Linked DNA regions of Drosophila melanogaster: region 1 is linked to region 2. Evidence: chromatin contacts called from public Hi-C data. All regions are on one chromosome and are shown on one strand. Each heading gives the region's core, a stretch centred on a gene start, on an enhancer-like site or on the middle of the called end of the contact. The rest is flanking DNA. Distances are from core to core; before and after follow the strand shown. Region 1 holds the start of CG17928. Region 2 holds the start of BuGZ (Bub3 interacting GLEBS and Zinc finger domain protein).

What was found. Hi-C and Micro-C count contacts between places; a contact is called where the count stands out from the background.
Region 1: a Hi-C map of the Kc167 cell line shows a contact between it and region 2, with 2.8 times the contacts expected there. The contact joins the promoter of CG17928 here to the promoter of BuGZ in region 2. A contact is called at or near these places in 1 of 1 datasets of contacts at CTCF or cohesin (the Kc167 cell line), 61 of 107 Hi-C or Micro-C datasets (the Clone 8 cell line, the Kc167 cell line, the PNm cell line and 18 more) and 3 of 6 datasets of contacts at active chromatin or transcription factors (all in the Kc167 cell line).

Annotation. Positions count from the first base shown.
Region 1 is chr2L:16,788,412-16,793,545 of dm6, forward strand. CG17928 reads left to right here and starts at 3,157. Exons shown (of 4, transcript NM_135966.4): 1 at 3,157-3,458; 2 at 3,532-3,862; 3 at 3,959-4,341; 4 at 4,399-5,033. The coding sequence starts at 3,361. The coding sequence ends at 4,912. Cyt-b5-r (Cytochrome b5-related) reads right to left here and starts at 2,310. Exons shown (of 3, transcript NM_001273585.1): 1 at 1,808-2,310; 2 at 1,106-1,488; 3 at 363-1,033. The coding sequence starts at 2,221. The coding sequence ends at 520. It overlaps Mhc (Myosin heavy chain), which reads left to right. Exons shown (of 19, transcript NM_165190.4): 19 at 1-355.
Region 2 is chr2L:16,739,919-16,744,760 of dm6, forward strand. It overlaps BuGZ (Bub3 interacting GLEBS and Zinc finger domain protein), which reads left to right and starts at 3,487. Exons shown (of 7, transcript NM_001273584.2): 1 at 3,487-3,652; 2 at 3,842-4,149; 3 at 4,206-4,467; 4 at 4,772-4,842. The coding sequence starts at 3,612. ChLD3 (Chitin and LDLR binding deacetylase 3) reads left to right here. Exons shown (of 4, transcript NM_135962.3): 2 at 654-1,386; 3 at 1,448-1,970; 4 at 2,029-2,692. The coding sequence ends at 2,307. LSm7 (Like Sm 7) reads right to left here and starts at 3,182. Exons shown (of 3, transcript NM_001299056.1): 1 at 3,128-3,182; 2 at 2,708-3,068; 3 at 2,397-2,524. The coding sequence starts at 3,142. The coding sequence ends at 2,751.

The DNA.
Region 1 (5,134 bases), core at 1,907-4,406, 48 kb after region 2:
TATATTTTTATACAACTTTCGAAATGCATTCAACCAACTAACTATGAAAGAACCATCGACTCTCAACCGAACAACATGAGAATAATCGCGAAACGTGAGCCCCGTCAAAATGAAGGCCCCGCGGAGGTGTCCGCCGGTAAATGTCGCCCGCAGTTCGAATATTTTGCTCTATATGTACTCCCAATATTGTTTGTCATGCAGACCAGACAAGACTTACGGACGACACGAGCTACACACTGCGCTTATGTTTATGTTTAACTCTGACTCTATCTAACAATGATAGGGAGATAAGATCATCACTTGACACTAAATGAAAAGTATACAAAAAAGGAACAAAATAAATGTAAATCAATTTAACAAATGTGTATTATTTTCCGTGATCAAATCATTCGACTGGGACATATTCATTCATATTTACTGGCCATACGTGTTAAGAAATTGTCACAGGTCTTTTGTAAACTAATAAGATGTTGTGGATATATTTATTTACTTTTACTTAAGCCCCATACAAATTAAGTCCTACTTTCCCGCCCCAGGAGCCCTGGGATTGGGCTCGATGCGCAATAGTTGCTTGTGCTGGCCAATCATGTGCTCGATGTGGTTGCACTCGCGGAGATGACCCTTGAACTCATCGAGAGTCTGGTAAAGCACCGGATAGAGGGCGGGCAGGAGGCCATGATCCAGGGTCGGGAAGAGATGGTGGAGCACATGGTCACCAAAGTGGGTGAGCACCAGGAACTGCGACCACTTGAGATCACCGCGGTCGATAATCGTGTCCACCTGGAAGAGACCCCAGTCACGATCCTCACGATTGGCATCACCCTCGTGATAGATTTCCGGATCGTGATGCGCCGCATTCAGACCAATCAAGCAGAAGCTAAAGCTGGCTATCGACGTCATCGCGAGCCACTGGCGCACGCAGATCCAAATGCCTAAAGATCCCCCGGTTCCCAGGTATATGGCAATGGGTATAGTCAGTGGCAGTAGGTCGTGCCAGTAGAGGATGTTGGTGTGGCGCAGCGAATAGAAAATACTGCAATATCAATCAATCAAAAGATCACTGATTAGACTTTGTTTACGATCACCGCCTCGATCACACACTCACCGAGTGCCCATTTGTATGAAGAAGGCGAGGGCATAGGCCACCGGCTCCGTGACCCAGGACACATAACGCATCAACTTGCTCTTGATGTGCGGATTGGGCACCCAGCACAGCAAGGGTTCGAACATCGAGAGTTCCAGATCGAAATACGAATTCGGATAGATGTGGTGGGACAGAGCATGGGACACACGCCAGGCGGCAAAGTTCATCATGCCCAGATTAAAGGCGTACATCTGCCAGTTGTCCCGACGATGAAAGTAGTTGTGGGACACGATCACCGTCCAGCAGAGGGCCACACTCGCCAAGACCAAAGCCAAAAGGCTGTTGTATTTGGCACTGGCAATGCCCAACAGGTAGAGCGACACAACGAGACCCAGGTGAATGAGCTAAAAGAAATGTATATTAATATATTATAAATATAATGATAAATTTTAAAGTTATCATATTAATTAGGGTTTCAGCGTGCAAATAATTAAATAATATAATCACACAGGCCGCCGAATACAAGTGGGGGCATAATATTAGGGCTGCGACACGTGAAATGTAAGATTAGATGTTTTTAGTTAGTAATAAATTTATTTATGAGCCGGCAGGTTCAACTTCCTATCAATAAGTAACTGATAAGAATTACTTAACTGATATGAAATGAAATCTAAGGCACGCCCATTTTCAATAAGGTATTTTTTTTTGCAGATTAACACTCACATCACTCTTCTTTTTCGGCCGCTTGTCTATGGTCTTTAGTTGCTCGCGGACTCGCTCCTTTAGCGTCTTGTAGAATCCGCCCTCCTCCAAGGTCAGTGTGTAGATTCTGGGTTCAGCCGCATCCCTCACCTTGTATTTGGCGATCATCTTTTCGGGAGCCGTGGTCAGATGATGTGCCTCAAAGGCTTCGGTGATGTCGGTGCCCTTGGTCTCACGAATCCAGAAGGGACCGCCAGGATGCTTGTCAATGAACGAGGTGAAGTCATAGATGCCATCGTTGATGCGCCACAGTCCTTCGGCTCCATCGTCCTGCCGTTTACCCTTTTGCCAGCTGTGTGTGGTGATTAGGGCCGAATTTCGGTATGTTGGAAACTTGGTGGCAATGCCACTCTTTTTCCACTCCTCGATTACCATATTGCCGAGTCCTTTTGATCCTTGACGTCTGTGGCACAAACTTTACCGATCCGAGCACCTTTCCGCTGGGATTCCAACGACTAACTGAAAGGCACCGGCAGTGGTCCGTTTATTTTATGTGTAGCGCAAATCTCTTTTGATTATATAAACCGAAAATCGAGATTTCCAAACAAAACGTTTCCATTTTGATAAGGCGCCGGTGTTATCAGGAGAGCAGCGCAGCTGCCGCCTTTTAACTATTACGTCTATTTAATTCTCACATATTTTTAGCAGTATGTTCTAATCGCTAATTCATTTGGTGAAATCTCAAGCAGTGGGCATGTCTAAGCACCACATGGGCGGTTCGAGCAGACTTCGGCGACAATAGGTCAGTGCGGTGGCCATAACAATGTTATGGTATCGCGGCAGTTTGAGGCTTCGCTTGGCTGGCGTGGGTCTAGCCGAAAGCAATCAGCTTTTGAGATTGTTGGGGGTAGTCTTATCTCTAAGAGCTCCAATAAAATAAAATAATTTGATAGGAATAAATTCAGCGATTTACTAGGGTTTATTAGCATGGCTACACGTTGAGTTCACTTTTCTTTTGCTTGGTAAGCATAGGTAATCCTTGTACAACTTACTTAATATGAAGCTAAGGATATAAGTATAAGTATAAGTAAGTAATATAAGTGTAAGTATTTATACTTATACTTTTCTTTTAAACAAAGTTCTGACTTATGGGAAAATAATGCAATGCACACACTACTCTAGATCGCAATGCTGGCGCCCTTCAATGTAAGTATGCTTTGAATCTCATTTACATACTGTTACTTTTTCCTGATAAGAAGTGAGAGCCACTGAGAGGAAAGCTTTCAATCGGCGATACTCTCAGAGCTTTACTAATTGATCGAGCGAGTGCGATACGAAAACAAAAGCCGAGCGCCGCTCCAATAAAAGTTCAGTTGGCGCTACGTAAACAAACTTTGCGGTTAGTCTGCATCTGGGGTGTCCAGAACGACCGGTTCTTTCGTTAGGCACTAAGATGAACTTGGGAATCAAACGGCTAGTTATCAGCAACGATTAAGCACTAGCGTTCAAGGTACTTCTGGGGTTAAAATAAACTCCATTTATCAGTGTACATCGATTAACAAACAGTGCACAAAATGACGCCCAATGTTAAGGACGATGGTGACTGGAGAGTATCCGGAATATCCAGAAATTACCCGAGCTATCGCCAGCATCGACCGATTACCAGTGAAAGGTTTGCATCGAATATACCCATAAATTTCAAATTAATTAAATAAAACTACATATTTACATTTTCTCTTGCTCAGCTGGCTGGAGGGGAAAAATGTAGATGACGAGGCCGAAGGTCTTTGGCGAATTAACGATACGCTCTACGACTTAAGCGACTTTGCCGCTCGCCATCCGGGTGGTTCATCTTGGATTGAGTGCACCAGGGGAACGGATATCACCGAGCCCTTCGAGTCACATCATATCGAGGAGCGAGCTCGAGGAATGCTAAGCAAATTCGAGGTGCGAAAGGCTGCAAGGCCAAGGAACTACAAGTTCACTCTTGAAGAGAATGGTTTCTATATGACACTGAAGCGGAGAGTGCGTGAAAAGCTGAGAAAGATCGATTACTCTCCCACTAAGAAAACCGAGGTATTGTTGCGATCTTGACAAGTTACTAAAGTTCCGTCGAACGTAATATGCTTGTTCCCTATGATATACTTATTGTTCTACAATATAATCTTGCAGTTTCTCCATCTTGGCATCTTGGTGTCCGTCTTCCTCTTCAGTTGGGCAGGCACCGTTCTGGACTCATTGATCTTCAAGGGTCTAGCTGGATTGGCACTTTGCTGGGTGGCAACCTCAACCCACAATTATTTTCATCAACGGGACAGTTGGCGGATGTACACTTTCAATCTGACCATGATGAACTTCCGAAACTGGCGAATTTCTCACGCCCTATCACACCATGTTTATGCTAATTCTCTGCACGACCTGGAGATGTCCATGTTTGAGCCGTTCCTATGCTGGATTCCGGATAGTCATTATGCCAGTAAACCTCAACGATTGATCTCAGTGGTTATCAGCCCCGTGGTATATGTGGTCTTGTTCCAAGGGCAGTTTCTCATACGGTGAGTGGCCAAAATAGTTTTCTCTGTATTGTACTAATAGGTTGCATTATATTTTAGCCTGGTCCTTTCCCTGACCAAAAGAAACGTTCTGTGCTGGGATGATCTCATTGGCTTCAGTCTGCCCATTTTTATATATTTATCCACTGGTGTTAGCCTGTTGAGTGCACTTTTAAGCTGGGAAATAATTATATCGGTTGGGAGCTTTATCTTCGGACTTGTTGGTCTCACTGCTGCCCACCATGATCCACGTATTCTACACGATGGAGATGCCCAGCGACAGGACTTCGATTGGGGTCTTTACCAGGTGGACACGATTATAGATCGCGGAGACATCAAGTGGTCGGATCTTCTGGTGCTCACACACTTTGGTGAGCATGCTTTGCATCACCTATTTCCCACACTGGATCATGGAGTGCTAAAGCATCTGTATCCTGAGTTAAGGAAAACCATGAAAGAGTTCGACGTGGAACTGCGGGAGATCAATCACTGGAGTCACATAAAGGGACAGAATCAGCAATTGCTAAGAACAGAGAAGAATCCAATTCCGCCGGGTAGTAAAAAGTTGATGTAGGTGGGTTTTGGAATTGTAGTGATAATTGGGGAGGGTAATGGTTATTCTGGAAAAAGGTTATAATAAAGAATAATATTGGGTAAATTATGCAAAAATGTATATATTAAATACAATGTGACTTAACAGACATTGGTTTTCTTTTATAAAGCATTTTGTTTACCTGTCTAAACAAAACGTGCTCTTAACAAAAGAGCTTTCTTCGATTCTCTTTTTGTTTGCAAA
Region 2 (4,842 bases), core at 2,237-4,736:
GGTGCTCCATAGTTTACACTCAATTCTAGCAATATTTATCCAATATTTTCAATATTCATAATCATTTCCAAGTTTGCCAGTGCATATAAATTGGAAAAATATTTTTAAATGGCAAGTCAACATAATTTTGAGTGCTAGTTTAGTGCCAGCTGTACTTCGTGACTAGTTGTCTTACTATTGTTTCCATCACGTTTAAATCACGGCGGAAGATCATCTAAGATCACATTATGGTTAATATAATGTTAATTGAGGCCTCGAGCCAATCAAAAAGGTCATCGAAGTCCAACGGTCCTCGGAATTCAGGCACTTCTAAGCGAGCAAGTGGCCTACACACATTCATATATACATATATTTCCTTGAAGTTTGTCCAACTTTTCGTTTCAATTGAAGTAGCGACGTGGGTTTTTTTTTTGTTTTTTGTCGTCTTGCTCCGTAATAGTTGACTACTATTGGCAACTATGCGCACCACCCATTTCAGTGCGTGATTGGTATCCAGCTGGAAAAAAGCAAAAATATTTCTGCAAGCGGCTAATTTTGGGCTGACGTGAGCGGTTTCGTTTTTGGGTCAATGCATTAATCAGTAATCAGTCTCCTTGTTAATTACACACGGCTATCTCACACCCAGTTTCTTTTTTTGTGTGCCTGCTTTGCAGACAATGATGGAATAGTCGGCAACCAAACTCGGCATCGTCGCTCGACCTCCGGCGCAGCCAGTTGCATGCAAGATGCACGCTTCTACCGCAACCCCAACAGGCCGGTCCACAAGATCTGGACGAACAGCGAGTGCGCCAAGTATTTCCTCTGCCTCGACGGTGAGGTGTTCGAATTCAAGTGCTCCGAGGGATTGCTCTTCGATGTGGTGCGTCAGATCTGCGACTTCAAGGCGAATGTGGACAATTGCGATGTCAGCGCGGAGACGCCGGCTCCAAAACCACTACTGGAGATGGCCGACTGTGCGGATGAATACCAGTTGGGCTGCGCCGATGGTACCTGCCTGCCGCAGGAGTACTTCTGCGATGGTTCGGTAGACTGTCCCGACGGCTCCGACGAAGGCTGGTGCGATGTGGAGCACGATCCGAATGCGGCTGGTGCCTGTGATCCGCGAAAGTGCCATTTGCCGCAGTGCTTCTGCTCGAAGGATGGCACCCAGATACCCGGCAGTCTTCCGGCACAGAGTGTTCCGCAGATGATACTGTTGACCTTCGACGATGCCATCAATCACGATAACTGGGAGCTGTTCTCCAAGGTTTTGTTCACACAGCACAGGCGAAACCCCAACGGGTGTCCCATTAAGGGCACATTCTACGTTTCACATCCGTTTACCAACTATCAGTATGTGCAGAAGCTTTGGAACGATGGTCACGAGATCGCAGTGCACTCAGTAACGTAAGTTGTTGATCAGCCTGTAAATTATTTAAAATTGAAATTTCACTTTTATTGATTAAAGGCATCGTGGCCCAGAGATGTGGTGGTCCAAGAATGCCACAATTGAGGATTGGTTCGATGAGATGGTTGGCCAGGCGAATATAATCAATAAGTTCGCAGCGGTACGAATGGAGGAGATTCGTGGCATGAGAGTACCCTTTCTGCGCGTCGGCTGGAATCGACAGTTTCTCATGATGAAGGAGTTTGGCTTCGTGTACGATTCATCCATGGTTGCGCCGCATTCGAATCCTCCTCTGTGGCCCTACACCTTGGACTACAAGATGCCGCACAGCTGCACGGGCGTAAATCAGAATTGCCCGTCTAGGAGTTATCCGGGCATTTGGGAGCTGGTTATGAACCAACTGGAAGTGGGCGAGTATATGTGCGGCATGGTGGACACGTGTCCGCCGCATTTGAGCGGCGAGGATGTGTACAGAATGCTCACGCACAACTTCAAGAGGCACTACCTCAGCAATAGGGCACCATTTGGCCTGTATTTCCATTCGACTTGGTTCAAGAAAGTCGACTATCTGAATGCATTTCTGGTGAATATTCGAATTGTTACCCATAATACTAGATCTTCATTCCTTCCTGATCATTTAGAAATTCCTCGACGATCTGCAAAAGCTGCCGGATGTGTTCTTCGTGACTAACCAGCAGGCGATTCAGTGGATGCGCCATCCCACGCCCAGCAACCAGCTGCACCAATTCGAGTCCTGGCACTGCCAACCGAAGGACTTGGATCCCCACGAGCAGGTCTGCAACACGCCGAATGTGTGCAAGGTGCGTAGTCGGGTGCTGCAAGAGGATCGATTCTTCTACACTTGCATGGAGTGTCCTGCCCAGTATCCCTGGATTCGCAACGAGTTCGGCTTGGACTAAGGTGATAGCCCGCTTGACACTATAGGGCTCTGCGCAAGGCGCTTTGATATATCCATAATGTTTGGAGCGTTCCATAAGTAATTGGATAAGATTGATACAATTTTAGGTTTTAATTGTTTAGAAAAATTAATATTTATAAATTGGATTACGCATATTTAGATGATTCAGCTTTCAAAATCTGACCGTAAGCAAACCCGTAGATAACTTCGTAACATACCTGAAGAGGATAAAGTGCATTAATTTAAAATCGGAACACTCTGAATTTTATGGAGAAGCTTAAACAATTTCGCGGGCTCATAAACGTGGTACTTTGCGGCCTGATTAGATTTTAAGAACTAATTTATACGTATGTATGTCTCCGCTAAATATATTTAAACCGATTTCCAAAAGAGCTTTGTACTTAGTCTACATTCTGGAACGCATCCCAGCCACAAAACCTTGGACTATTGCGTTATAAACGGATTGGCGATGCTCTCGACTCCGTCTTGCGGACAAATGAGGACGAGGGCTGTGCCGCGACAGACGACCAGTCCCAGGCTGCGGGTCTGCTCCTCGGTCAGTTTGTAGGGCTCATCCGAGTCGCGCAGATACTCCACCGTGTTGTCCAGCACCAGATTGAGCAGCGCATCGTAGCCCTTGAGGATTCCGGATGCCTCGCGGCCGCCCGCGAATTTCACGCGGATCTGTTTCTCCAAGTACTTGGAGAGGTCCAGAATGGACTCCTTGCGGCGCTTCTCCTTACCGTCATTGTTGCCACCCACCTGACAAGTCACGATTTTGATGATTAAGCACCACAATGTAGTTATTCTATTTAATTTACCTTTTTATCTGCCATTATTCTGTTTTTGGTAAATGCCGGCTGGTAAAGAGTGACCAAAGCATATTTTTTTAGAAATACACCAAATAAGGCGCTACTAGCCAGCAGATGGCGCTGGTGAAGTAATCTTATGGGCCGCGCTTTTTGAGGTACATAATCGATAATAATGGAATAAACATATGTAAGAATTAATGTTATTTGAAAAATATGACAACAAAGTTCTCTTATTTCTACTGTCATCATTGTGAAATTATTTTCTTACCTTTTGCTATTGAGGCGAACATATCAATTTATTTGTATAATAATTATTATATTGGTTTAAGATATCGATAAGATTCATTTATTTGTATCGATATGCTGGTCACTCTGACTGGCTCTCCATTTTGTTTTCCACGACAGAGCAATTTTTAGTACAACAGATTGTTATCTTCTACCAATTACCGGATCGATTTTGTACATTTAAGTGTTTTAAAGCCACCTTAGGATCATGGGACGCAAGAAGAAGAAGGCCTCCAAACCCTGGTGCTGGTATCCTTTTCGCAAAACAAAGATATAAATATTTTTTCACTGCATGTGCCGCTCGCTGTATCTGCACATACACACACATTTATATAATGGTATTGGGTTGGGGGTAGATACACACACACATGTATATGCATACTGGCTACAACGCCGCATCCCCGTGAATTTTCCTTAACTCTTAACGCAAAAAACTAGGTACTGCAACCGTGAGTTCGATGACGAAAAGATCCTTGTGCAGCACCAGAAGGCCAAGCACTTCAAATGCCACATCTGCCACAAGAAGTTGTACACCGGACCCGGACTATCCATACACTGCATGCAGGTGCACAAGGAAACGGTGGACAAGGTCCCCAACTCGCTGCCCAATCGCTCAAATATTGAAGTCGAAATCTTTGGCATGGACGGCATTCCCGCCGAGGATCTCAGGGATCACGAACGTCAGAAGAATGGTGGCAAGTCTGATTCGGACGATGATGAACCGGTGGCCAAAAAGAAAGTAGAATGTAAGTGATCAGCAAACTGTATTGTATACAAAATCGCTATACAACATTCATTGCAGATGCCATGAGTGTACCGCCGCCTATGATGATGCCCCCGAACATGATGCCACCGCACATGCTGGGGCAGTACGGCATGGGCATGATGCAGCACATGCCGCCACTGCCTCCGTATCCAGTGCCCATGATGCCGCACATGATGCCTCCGCGTCCTTTGTTTCCAGCCGCCATGGCCACAACATCGGCGGCAGCTGCTGCGGCGGCGGCCCATCATCACCACGCCGCCGCCATGGCTCAACAAAAGCCAACATTTCCAGCGTACAGGTTAGCATCGTTAGGGGAAGACCATATAAGAATCCTTCCAATTTTTTTTTCTAAAGCTAGCAGTTAGACGTAGAGCCCTGTTAATAATCTTTTTTTTTTAAACGATTCGTATGTAAATTCAGTTTTGGGGGTATTTTAGGTGAAATACTTTCTACTCCAAATAATTGTTCACATTGGCACATTTTTAATGGTTTTCCCCTATTAAACATAGTTGTGAAGCAAGTCAAATGACTTATTATTAGGCTTAATCCTAAGAATTTGTTTTTAACTAACGTAAATCAATTATTTCTTCTTTTTGCTAAAGTAATGCTACCATAAGTGCTCCGCCTACCACCAATCATGCTGGTGGCGCATCCAGCGCACCACCAAGTGGTC